Linked DNA regions of Mus musculus: region 1 is linked to region 2. A link is a contact called in public Hi-C data. All regions are on one chromosome and are shown on one strand. The core of a region is the stretch at or near the end of the contact, and the rest is flanking DNA. Distances in the headings are between cores, read along the strand shown.

Region 1 (6,106 bases), core at 3,495-5,994, 77 kb before region 2:
AACCAATGGCTCTCCTTGCTGGAAGAATACTTTGCGCATTCTACTGAAGTCCACATTCACCAGATCCACCAGACCCAAGTTAGAAATAATCAAGTCATGGCACGTATTCACCAGCCAGACTCTCCATAGCGCCTTGGGGAAGTACCAAGTCACTTGAGTTCAGGTTCAAATTACACCATCGTGGCCACCGACTATTTAAAATATTCCTTTAGAAGCCTACCCCTTGAAGATGGAAATTAAATCCACCTTGGGATTCTGTCCCACTCCAGTCAGAATGGCTATGATCAAGAAAAAAAAAAAAAAGACAATAAATGCTGTAGGATGTGGGGAAAGAGAAACCCAGTGTTGATGGGAGTGTAAACCTGATATATTCATTATGGAAACCAGTATGGAGGTATCTAAAAAGACTTAAAATGAAAGTACCATACCACACCATACCATAGCATACCATACAACTACCCTATCCCACCTAGGCATATATACCCAAAGGATTCTATATCAGACCACAGAGACATCTATCCATCCATGTTACTGTATCACTTACAACAATAAGGAAATGGAACGATTCAGGAGTCTATCAACAGTAGAATGGAGAATGAAAACATGGCACATATACCCACTGGAATTTTACTTAACCATAAAAGAAGTAAAATTATAAAATCTACATACAATAGGTGGATCCACAAAGTACATTAAATTAAGGTGACCTGGACTCAGAAAGACAAAAACAACCCCCCAAACACTCTCTCCCTCTCTTTTTCTCTCTCTTTCACACACACACACGCACACACACACACACACACACACAAACTCTTTCTCTCACACACTCACACATATAACTCTCTCTCACATACACACTCACACACATGCTCACACACAAACTCTCTCACATACAACTCTTTCATATACACCCACACACATTCTCACATATATACTCACACACATGCTCTCACACACAACTCACATACCACTCTCTCTCTCACATACACATTCTCATACATGCTCTCACACAAACTCTCTCACACACACAACTCTCACACACACCTCTATCTCACACACACACTCACACACACTCTCACACACACTTATACACATGCTCACACACTTTGACACACACACACAAACTCTCTCACACACTCACACACACACACACACACTCTCTCTCTCACACACACATACTTACACATACACTCACCCACACACAAATCTCATGCTCTTTCATATGTTGACTAACTTCTGGTGTCTGTAAGTTTGTAAATGGGTGTGTGTAAGAGAGTGGGTACAGAATCTGAAACTAGGCGGGAGACCACAAGAGAAGAACAAGAGCTGTTGAGAAAGAGGGGAGAGGTCAAGAGGGCACATGTAACATGAAAGCAGAAAGGAGGCTACTGGGGTTGAAGGGCACAGGAAGGAACTGGGACTAAGGGTGGGGGTAGGGTGAAGAAAAACCACAGCAAACATTTTGTTTGAAAAATGCATATGAATCAGAAAATGGCCTAGTAGGCCATCAGTGGAAAGAGAGGCCCATTAGTCGTACAAACTTTATATGCCTCAGTACAGGGGAACGACAGGGCCAAGAAGTGGGAGTGGGTGGGTGGGGGAGCACGTGGGGGACTTTTGGGATAGCATTGGAAATGTAAATGAAATAAATACCCAATTAAAAAATATCAAAAAAACCATAAAAAAAGAAAAATGCCATAATAAAACCCAATTCTTTGAACGCTAATAAAAAAGCCTACCCCATCTCTACTCCAGGAAATTCAACATTTAAGCCACAAAGACATGCTCTTTCAATCCTGGAACTAGTAGCTTCTTGGTGTTTGAGATGTGGATTTAGTCTTGTACAGTTCTTTCCAAAATACTGAGAAGTCACCCTCGTAACCTAACTCACAGCACCATGCTTCTTCAAGAGAACACTGCACAGGCGTGAACACCCAGGCTGCAGTGTCTGCCACTCACAGTACTGGCTAAAGTAGACACAACAACGGATAGACTGCCGTGACTTCTATGCAATATGAGTTCCCATTAAAAAGTTTATATTGGCAAAGTTTTCCAGAGCATAAATATTCTGTAGAAACTGGTTCAGTAAAAACCTAAGCTCCAAAGTGGCCCTAAACACATAACAATTATTACAACCACAAAGAGGGAGATTGACTCTGGATACAGATCTATAATAATGCAATTTATGATTTCTTGGAGACTATTCTCGCTTCCCTTCCCCAACAACACGGGAACCAGCAATCTTAAAATATTGAAAGTAGCAGTTAAACGAAACAAACAAAATCTTTCCAAACCTCCAATGCAAGAACTCAGTAAGGTATAACAGGAGAATATATTGTTAGGAATTCATGCCTGTGAAAACTGGTTCAAAAGTGGACACACCCTCCCCTAGAGACAAGGAAGTTCTATCGTGTCTGTGTACAGCTCAACCCGACTCCTTTGGCAGAAAATGTTTTATATTTTATGGAAGGAATATCTATATCTACATCTCTCTATATATATATCTCGTATTTACTGATTTACAAGGGTCTTGAAGCCACAGAGGGCTCTCCCGTGTAGTCATGAGAAAGATGGGTGGGGCGCTGCTTCTGCCCAGCCCCCCCCGGGGGGGCTTCCTTTCCTAGGGGTTTCAGGCTTTGTGACTGGCCCAGCAAGGTTAAGAAACCCCCTCCCCAGACTGCCCCATCATGAGACAGACACCCTCCCCTGCCAGGCTTTCTTACTTGGCCGAAAAGAATGAGTTTCTAAAAGCCCCCAACAAACAAACAAACAAGCCCACAATTCTAACCACTTTTTTCGGGGTGTGTCTTTTTAGGTGGCATGATTCACCCAAAATACGTCCCCCATTTCTCTCATTTCCAGAAAGACAAGAACACAGTGTGCACAGGCATATTGCAAAGCTGGGTTTGCATCTCTCTCTCTCTCTCTCTCTCTCTCTCTCTCTCTCTCTCTCTCCTGAGCTTTTATGCTTAAGAAGCAAAGTGCAAACTCTGGGAGTTAAATGGAAACAAAACAATCTGTCAAAATTCCTCTTAGCACCTATGACTAGTGTTAACTTACATGCTCCCGGGGTGCAAGAAAAAAAGCCCCAAAACTGCTGCTGAAAAGATGCTTTGACCTTTTAAAATGAGAACTCCCCCATCCCACATCCATATTAAATAGGAAACCTTGAGAGTGCCACAGTTTTAGATTAAGAAATGAAATGAGGTTGAATTTCCAGAAAAGGGGTTTCCCTATAGGCTACAAGCTAATTAGGGTGTTCTAGACTGACATTGTAATAGTAAGTAGAATACAGGCCCCAAGTCTCCTAGCCAAATGTAGTGGCCAAGTACACGGAGTCTAGTTCCGAAAGGGGACGGGAGGGCAGATGAAAATCTAGTAGATAAAAAAGTCCAGAACACGACCTCTCAAAGCTAGTGTGGTTCCAGGGCAGGATGTCCGCCCCTGGCGGCCGCAGAGCCCTGGCGATCTAGGTGCACCGCAGCTGCCAAACCCTCAGCGCGCTCTAACCGGCGCTGCTGAAGGAAGTTGGAGAGCTCCCAGCCAGCCGACTGGATAGGCGGTGGGCGCCTGGGAATCCCTTCCAGCGCCGCAATTAGGAAAGTTTTGAAAAGTAAAGACCCCAGACAGATGAAGTGTCTCATCCTTTCCTTGAGCCTAAGAAACACCTCGTGTTACACCAGGCTAGCACAAGGCCACCAGTTTCTCTTGGCCCGGGAGCATCCGGTGCCTTCCAGCTCCCCACCGCCCCAGAATTGGTCCTCAGGGCGCATAGCTAGAGGGGCTTTCTGCCCAGCTGGAGATTCCAGGCAGAGATGCTCCTTAGGCTCGCTGGCCTGGGAAGCAAAGGCAGAACCTCTAACTCCCATTCCTACACCCTGGACCTTCTCTTCCAAGCCAGCTTGATTTTCTCCAAAAGACGCACGACACAGCCCATGCGCCCCCGGGACTCCACTCCTCTCCCCAAACTTCCCAGGGAGACCCACAAATACAGACTGCGCCCCCAAACTCCCACGACAATCGCCAATCATCCTATCTTTGCCTCTTGTACCCTCCCAGTCGCGTTCTTCCTGCCCCTCACTATTCTCCTCGCCTCTCCGAGGAAGTCAGAAGCAAAGCACGAGAAAATGCCTTCGCGAGGAGCCTCCCGTCACCCGCCCTGTCACTGAAACAAAAGCGCAGGGAGGAGGGAGGTGGGTGGGGAGGCAGGAGGAAGGTTCGGAAAGAGATGGGGGCAACGGTAAGAGGGGTTGGGGAGGGGGTTCAGAATGGAGAGTGGAGAAAGGGGCCAGGACCCCGCTCCCGCGCCGCGTGGCGTGGCCGGTCGCTTACATGCCCAGGTCGCTGTAGGTGTTGAAGAACTCCATCTGGTTGCATGCCTGGATCCAGCCCACCACCCAGGTCTCGTGGCGGGGGATGGGGGGCATGACCACACGGGCCGAGGCTTTGAAGTAAGGGGTCTTGTAGCGCAGGACGATGGGCGAGGTCTCCTCGATGCGCGTGGGGCACTGGTCGATGGTGGCGCACACATCGTACACCACGATGTTCTCGCGCCGGATCCGCGCCTTGCAGGTGATGCTTTGGATACAGCCCATCCTGCCGCCCGGCGCCGGCGCGGCGCGGCGTGGGGCAGCGCGGGGGCCCGGCGCGGGCAGCCGCGGGCACCCGTCACGCCGGCATGGCGACGCGCCGCTCGCTCCCGGTCCAGCTCAGCTAGCGCCTAAGAGCGAGGAGCCGCCGCCGCGGGGCATCCTCCGGGGAAGCCCCCTCCCCTTTCCGCGCGCTGGGTCGCGGCTGCCCCGACGCCCGCCCACGCCCGCCTCCTCGCTCCAGCAAGGGCGCGCGGAGCGTGCGCTCCTAGGAGGCGGCGGGCGCTCTCTCCGGCTCCCGTGCCCCGGCGGAGGGCAGGGAGGGGAGCGGCGCTGCGAGGAGTGGTGCCCACCCCGGGCCGGAGCCCCCCGCCCTTCGCCGGAGAGGAGGAGGAGGAGGCGGCGGCGGCGGCATGGAGCTGCGGGAGGGTGGCGGCGGCAGCGCCCGGTTTGTCTGTTTCCGCGGCGGCAGCAGCAGCAGCCGCCGCCGCCGCCGCCGCTGCATGAACCTCTGCTGCACCGCGGCTGCCCCCCGCGTGCAGCGCACCCAGCGGCGGGCGAGCGGGCGGCCCGAGCGGCAGGCGGAGGCAGGCGGCGGCGGCGGAGTCCGTGTTCCCTCCCGCCCCGCCCTGGAGCCGGACAGCGCCCACACTCCCGCATCCGGCTGCGGGGGCGTGTGGGGGGCGCCAGGGGACCGTAGCCCCGGGCGGAGAGCCCAGCGGGCTAGGGCTACGGGGGACAAGCTCCGCGGAAGAGACTGGCTGTACGCCATGAGTTTGTCCCTCTTCGGCTGCCGTCCGGGGGGGGGGGTAGTGTGCAAGGGTGGGGGTGTTTAAAGGGCCGCTAGCTCCCGGGCGGGGCGCGGCACGTGGGGTTGGGCGGGGCCGGGACCCCGGTAGGTGGCGCCCCGCGGGTGATAGTGGGGTGTAGAAGCGGGACCCTGCTTATTGGGATGGGTGGGGCCGGGAGGGCGCGGCGCGGTTCAGAGTATAGAGGGAACCACAGTGGGGTACGGTGAGGCTGCGGGAGGAGAGATGTTGGAGAATCAGCTCCAGCTGAGATGTATCGTTGTGATATAGTTTGTTAGAGTTGGGTGTGACCTCCAGCAGTGCCACGAAATAGATTTACTACCTCGTTCACTGGTCCGCATTTTCCTTTAGTCTAGTAGAAGCTTTATTTTTTAATTTAATTTTATTTTTTTGCACCACAGTATTGAGAGTGAAACCTGAGAAATCCCATTGGAGGCTGACACAAAATCACCCCAAATGCCAGTGTTAGTCGAGGCACCAGCTCAGTCTACTCATGGCCTGTTTTCATATCACCCCTCCACAATCTCTGAAAATACTCTTATCAGAACAACACACAGTGTGTATGTGTGTGTGTGTGTTGGGGGGGGGGGTTGTTGGAGCTCCTTGGGAAACACTGCCTTTTGAATGTCTTGTGTCTTTAGACAAGTTGTACTTAGTGGAATCATCTAGGTAGATTAGAACGCTTAGCTACCCTCCCAGTCTTACCTA
Region 2 (6,047 bases), core at 1,198-3,697:
GCTTTTTCTTTACAATGCAGGGGAGAGAGAGAGAGAGAGAGAGAGAGAGAGAGAGAGAGAGAGAGAGAGAGAGAGAGATGAAAGATTTTCAAGATTCTGGAAGAGGCTCTCTTGCTCCCTCAGATTCTCAGTTGTCCCTGCCTTGCGACCTCAGGACGACTTCTGTAGAGACAGCAGCTCTTGTGATGTCCCACTTTGTGACCCCACTCAGCAGAGCTCCAACTCTGGTTCCTCTGCACACCCAGGCCTTTGCACGTCAATGTGACCATTCTGCCACACTTAGATCCCCACTGGAGTGGGCTGTGCTCAGCCCTCCAGGGCCAGCAGGCTCGACAAAGTCAGAAATGAAAAGCTAAACGTGACTGTGAAGCTGCCCCCTTCACAAGCCTCACTGCCAGGGCACCCGTCTTAATTTGATGTGCAGCAAGCAGCCTCCTTTCTCTCTGCTACCCCAAACAGTCCTCTTGGCCTATGTTTGAGTCATCTTTGTGTTTATGCATCGAGTTCCTGGCACCCTGTGTGAGGCACAATGGAGTTTCATAACAGTCTTTGGAATGAATGACTTCAAATACAAAGCTTCAGTGAGGGACTTGGTTGGAAATACAGTGAATCCCTATATCAAAAACAAAGCCTCTGGCCCTGCTAATGTTGCAGAATGGCATTGTGCTGGAATACTATTGAGAGGGATATGGGAAAGCATAGGGAAGGCTTGGAAATGGGCAGGACCCAGCATGTCCAGAGGCTCAGGGATGGACGGTCAGGACTGGTTGTGCAGTAGGGGCCTTCTGGTCAGGGTCATGTCACTACTGGGATGCTACTCAGATTTGTTTGCCCTTCTATTGTTTATTTAAGATTCAAATTCCTGGTAGAGAATACATCAGTTATGTCACTGTATAGCAGCAATGGTGGAGAGTCCCCAAACCTTTGGTTTCCAAACTAGAGGCAAGCATTAGTTTCCTATGCTCCTCCGAGTACTCCTGGCAGGAAGTTTAGTTTCTCTCAGAGAATATAAGTGTGCTAGGAAAAGGATGGACACATGGAGTAACCAGTAAGCAAGCTATGTTCAGGGCCTCCAGGTCTCTGATTTCTAGCATGGTAACAAGCAATGCCTTCCTCAATTTCCATCCCCACCTTTACTGTCGGAGCTCCTCTTGAGCCACTCTTGAGACTCAGAGAAGAGAGAGCAGGAAATCAGGTGGCACAAGTTTCCCCTCCCCACACTCAGCCTGTGTCTTCCAGCTCTCCAGACTCTGGGGCTAGAAGGACTCAGTCTGCCAATTTTCTGCTTCTAGAGTGCCTTCTTCTTCCCTTCTAATGGGAGTTGTGAGAATTCCCAGAACTGGCTTGAGAGAGAGAGGCAAAAAGGGCCAGGCAGTCCTAAAACCCATCTCTCAGGCAAACTGAATGGATAGTATATATACTAAGGTTCCTAAATTGAATAGGACTTTGTGGTATGGCTTGAGATTCTAGCCATAAAGTTTCAATGTTATCTTCTGTCTTAGTCCACAGGTACTGATGCAGCAGAGCAGCACAGAGTTTAAATCTAGTTCATGCAGCTCTGGAGTCTGGGCAATCCAAGAAAGGTCAATAACTGGCTAACTCGGTTCTGATGGGGGCCCATTTCCTCACCTATGCCGTAGTGGAAATGCTGAGAGACCTTTCTGAGACCTCTTTTATAAGGACTCTCATATCATTCATGACGGTTCCACCCTCATGACACAAATCCCCTCCCAAAGGTCCCTTCTGCTAACACAGTGATGGCAGAGTCTCAGCAGTCACATCTGAAGCAGGAACCTGAACATTCAGACCACGGTGCTCTTCTTCGTCTGCAAACATTTATTAAGCGCTGGTCATTGGAAACAAAACTAGACAGTGGCCCTTTTCTTCATTCCACTCACGGTCCAGTGGGAGAAAACGCATATTAAACAAACAACCGTACAACTAAACACGTGTTTGTAAAGCGGTGTAGATCAATGCCCAAAGAGGATGTTGTAATAGGAGCAAATTTAGGCAGATGAGGTATGACGATGCTTTCTCAGGGAGTGACATGGAAGTTAGGTGATGGTAGCTTTGCCCAGGCAAAGTACCTCTTCCTCCGATTTGTTTCTCCTGTGTCGGGGATTCAGATATTTTATCATTGCTATTGTCACAGAGACTCAGGATCATGCCTGGAATGTGATCCTGAGAGGTAGGGATGTCAAATGCTTGCAGTGTGTGTAGAGCGTTTCTCAACAGCAATAATGAGGACAGTGCCATCCTGGCTAGGAGGCTACCAGCATCCTTATCGGAGAAACTCAGCCTGCTGAAGACAAGCCCTTTCAAAAGGAGAATCTCAACAGTGGTTGTTGCTTTAAAAGTCCTGGAATCAAGACTTGAACAACTTGAATTCCCTGTCTGCCAAATACAGTGGCTAGGGAGAGAGTGGTGGGTGACTCAGAGTCAGGAGGAAGTGAATCTGCCAAGGAGAATTTTGGTGCTGCTTGTAGATGGCAAGGCAGGGCTAGATCATTCTGGAACTTGTAAAGGATTTGGGATTCTAAGAGCCCTGAGAAACGATGGGAGATAAACTCTATTTAAAACTTTAGAGGTTTTGTACATTTAAATAGTTTCCCCAGACTCCTCTATGGAAGATACACTACATCTTTATGTCCCTCAGTTCTTTCTCATAGTTAAAGGACTCTACACATTACATCGTTGTTGTTTTTAAACATATTCTAAGGTCAAAAAGCAGACCTATGCCATGGGAACCTCTCCTGCTGGCCTCTGACAAGGATGGCCTTATACACTGCATGCAGCACATTCCAGAATCTGCATTCTGGATGGAAAGAAGAGTTGGGAATGAGCAAGCATCCTTATCCACGGAAGTCATTGTTTTAATCTAATTAAATGCCTAGTGGAAAATCTCCCTCCATCCCAGCGATGCTTCTGCTGTTATGGTCAAGTCCAGGGCATTGGCAACATATCTTTGCAAATTTCATTAGCAGTGGCTGTTTCCGCCTTCTTCTAGGTCATTAATGAGTTTGTTAAACAAGGACAGTTCCAGTACCAGCCTCTGATGTGCCCCAGAGGACCTTTTGCTTCCAAGCAGCATAGTCCCATTAACTCCTGATTATACAGTCTTTCCAGTGTGCCGCATTCCCTTCAGATGACGGTGCTCAAACACCAGCTGACTTTATTCTGAGCACAGATTTTATAGAGGTTGTCATCAAACGCATCAGTGACACCCACATAATGTCATTATCCCCCAGTCCTCGTTCACTCTTTCCTTTTGTGTGTGTGTTTTTGTTTTTTTTTTTTTTTTGTTTTGTTTTGTTTTTTAACCTGCTTGCTATTGTTATTTTCCTGGCAGATTTTAAAATGTCTGTTTTTATTGCAATTAAATGCACACAGCCTAAAGCCTACTACCATCTTTAACCACGTTCAGACAGACAGTCCAGTGGACTACACTGCTCATGCTCTTATATAGCCCATCTGAAGGATGCTTTCGAAACCCAAACGAAACCCTCCTCACACAAGACTCCATGTGTTTCTCCCCTCTGATCTGACAGCTACTGTTCCATCTTTTGTCTGTACAAATGCTACTCTTGTGGGAATTCAATCTATGTGGAACCTTGCAACATTTGCCGCCTTGCGCCGGCTTTACTTCAATAAGCATGCCCGTCTTTGTAGTGTGTGTCATAATTTCCGGTCGGTTGTTGTTAAAGACAGGTTGATAGTCTGCTGCGTGTCTAGGACACGCTGTGCTTACTTATTCATCTGCGGATGAGTGTGTGTGTTGCTTTGGTGTTTTAACTTGTGTGAACAATGCTGCTATGAATTTGGGCATATGGATATCTATTCTCTTCATTTTTTAAATGTGTTCACAGGATTGGAATATTGATCACATGGTAATTGCATTTTCCGCTCTTTGAGGCATTACCATAATGTTTTCCACAGCAGCTGCCCTGTTTAGTCTCCCACTGATGCCGCTCAGAGGTTTCGGTTTTCCTGCAACACTTCTTACTTTCTGTTTTGGATGGTAGCCATCCTAGTGCCTTTGGGGTGATGTCTCCCAGTGGTTTTCATTTGCATTTTCCTAGTGATTAGCAATGCCAGGCACCTCTACCTGTGCATTTGTGCATCTTTTTGGGAAAGTCTCCTCAAGTCCTTTGCCCATTTCTAAATCGAGCTATTTGAGTTTTGTCATCTACAGTCTGGATATCCACTCCTGAAGACATGATTTGAAATATTTCCATCTCTTTGTAGGTTGTTGTTGTTGTTGTTTTTTTCTTCATCTGTTAATTACGTCTGTTGATGTGCAGAAGTTTTACATTTTGATAATTCCATAGCAGCCTTTATGGTTTGAGAAGTTATCACTTTCTTTTTAAAAACCACTGTTATTGTATGTTCGCTGGTTTTCCCCTCAACCCTACAAATCTGAGTTTTCACTTTTCTTAGGGTTAGCATTTTTAAAGCATCATTGTTGTGCTTGATTTTCAAAGTCTGAGTGAGACCTGGTTATAGTTTAAAATGGAAAAAAAGAAAGAGAGAGAGAGAAAGAAAGAAAGAAAGAAAGAAAGAAAGAAAGAAAGAAAGAAAGGAAGGAAGAAAGGAAGGAAGAAAGGAAGGAAGAAAGGAAGAAAGGAAGAAAGCAAGCAAGCAAGCAGAAGGCAGGGAAATAGCTCAGTTAGTAAAGTGCTCATTTCAAAAGCATGAAGCCTGAGTTCAATTCCCAGAGCCGAAGTAAAGACAAAGCCACACGTGGTGGTGCATCTTTGCAATCTTAGTATTTCCCGGGGCTTGTTGGAGGCAGTGAGCCTAAGCAGGGACACCCAGGATCCAGTGAGTGACTTCATCTTAACAGACACAGTTAAGACTTCTGAAGAACGAGGCCTGAGGTTGAGTCCTGGGTTCCACATGCAGATGCCACACGCAGCACACCTTGCATACATGAAAACACACACATGCACAGGCACTCAAATGAAATTGTGAAATAGACATTTCAATGGGGGAAAATTAAGTGGAAAGGGTCATGGAGGTGATCTGAAGTAAAAATAATTAGCCACGTGTCTCATTCTGCCCGTAACCATCTTCTTCCAAGATCCTTGTATAGCACACTTCTATTCCACTTTTCAGACAATAAGATGGAGACTAAAAAGGCATCTTGCTCAGATCCACAGAATCAGCATGCATGCAAGATTGCTCCTTAGTCCAGACCTCTAATTCAGCGGTTTTCAGCCTGTGGGTGGGTCTCTACCCCTTTGGGGAGTTGTGGAATGATCCTTTCACAGGCTCACATATCAAGTATCCTGCAAATTCGATATTTACATAACGATTCATAACAGTAGCAACATTACATTAGGCGTTCAAAAGTTTGAGAACCACTGCTCTAAGTTCACTTTGCCCTGTGTCACAAAGTTGATACTAGCCTATTCCCCAGACAGGCATTGTGTGCTCAACTCCATCTGCATTGTTTTATAAACCCACACTGCACTGGGCAAAGCAGCCCAACCAAGGACCAGAGAAGTTAGAGAGTTTACTCAAGGTCACGGGTCTAGGAAGAAGAGTAAGTTTCTGTTCCCAAGATAGTCTCTTCCAGGGCTTTTCTGCCTCAAGTTTAGTTCGTCAAAGAGACAACTGAGACATTCTTAGGGGAAGCTACATATTGCTCAAGTTGTCTTCACTAAGCAGTAATTAAAAAATCCCTTCTATTGACCTCTTTAGTCTCTTGATCCTGCTTTGGTAAGATTGTTCTAAAGGAGAGGCATGCTCTTCAATTGGTCTCCTGGAACTAAGTAGCTAAACAGCGGCTAAGAGTCATCAGGGTTACTTGGGCTTGATTGCTTCATCGGAAAATGATCCATTGTATCTCACGTTGTTAACATGAGCACTGTATGAATAGTTTATGTAGAGACACTCAGTGCATAGCTTCCAGTAAATACCATGTCTGATCATTACTCATTTAATAAGCCTATTTGATCCAGAGCATGGTTGTATGTTCATCTCCTAGTTTCCCACAATTCATTCTTTCTAAAATGTAATGAGTACTGGTTGCATGTGTAGCAGAG

Evidence for each region. A called contact is a pair of places that touch in the nucleus more often than the background predicts.
Region 1: a contact with region 2 is called in a Hi-C map of the N1E-115 cell line, with 4 times the contacts expected there. The contact joins the promoter of Fam78b here to the enhancer-like site in region 2. A contact is called at or near these places in 1 of 39 promoter capture datasets (hippocampal neurons), 2 of 484 Hi-C or Micro-C datasets (the N1E-115 cell line and muscle stem cells), 1 of 115 datasets of contacts at active chromatin or transcription factors (embryonic stem cells) and 1 of 9 other capture datasets (adipose tissue).

What each region holds. Positions count from the first base shown.
Region 1 is chr1:167,000,055-167,006,160 of GRCm38.p6, reverse strand. Fam78b (family with sequence similarity 78, member B) reads right to left here and starts at 4,744. Exons shown (of 3, transcript NM_175461.4): 1 at 4,333-4,744. The coding sequence starts at 4,595.
Region 2 is chr1:166,920,726-166,926,772 of GRCm38.p6, reverse strand. No RefSeq gene overlaps it. Among named protein-coding and RNA genes, the nearest start is that of Gm33404, 69 kb to the right of the region's middle. Within about 2 kb of position 2,447, at least 24 of the 459 cell types and tissues checked have an H3K27ac peak or open chromatin away from gene starts, as enhancers often do. A contact at or near this core is called in the N1E-115 cell line and muscle stem cells, where this site is marked.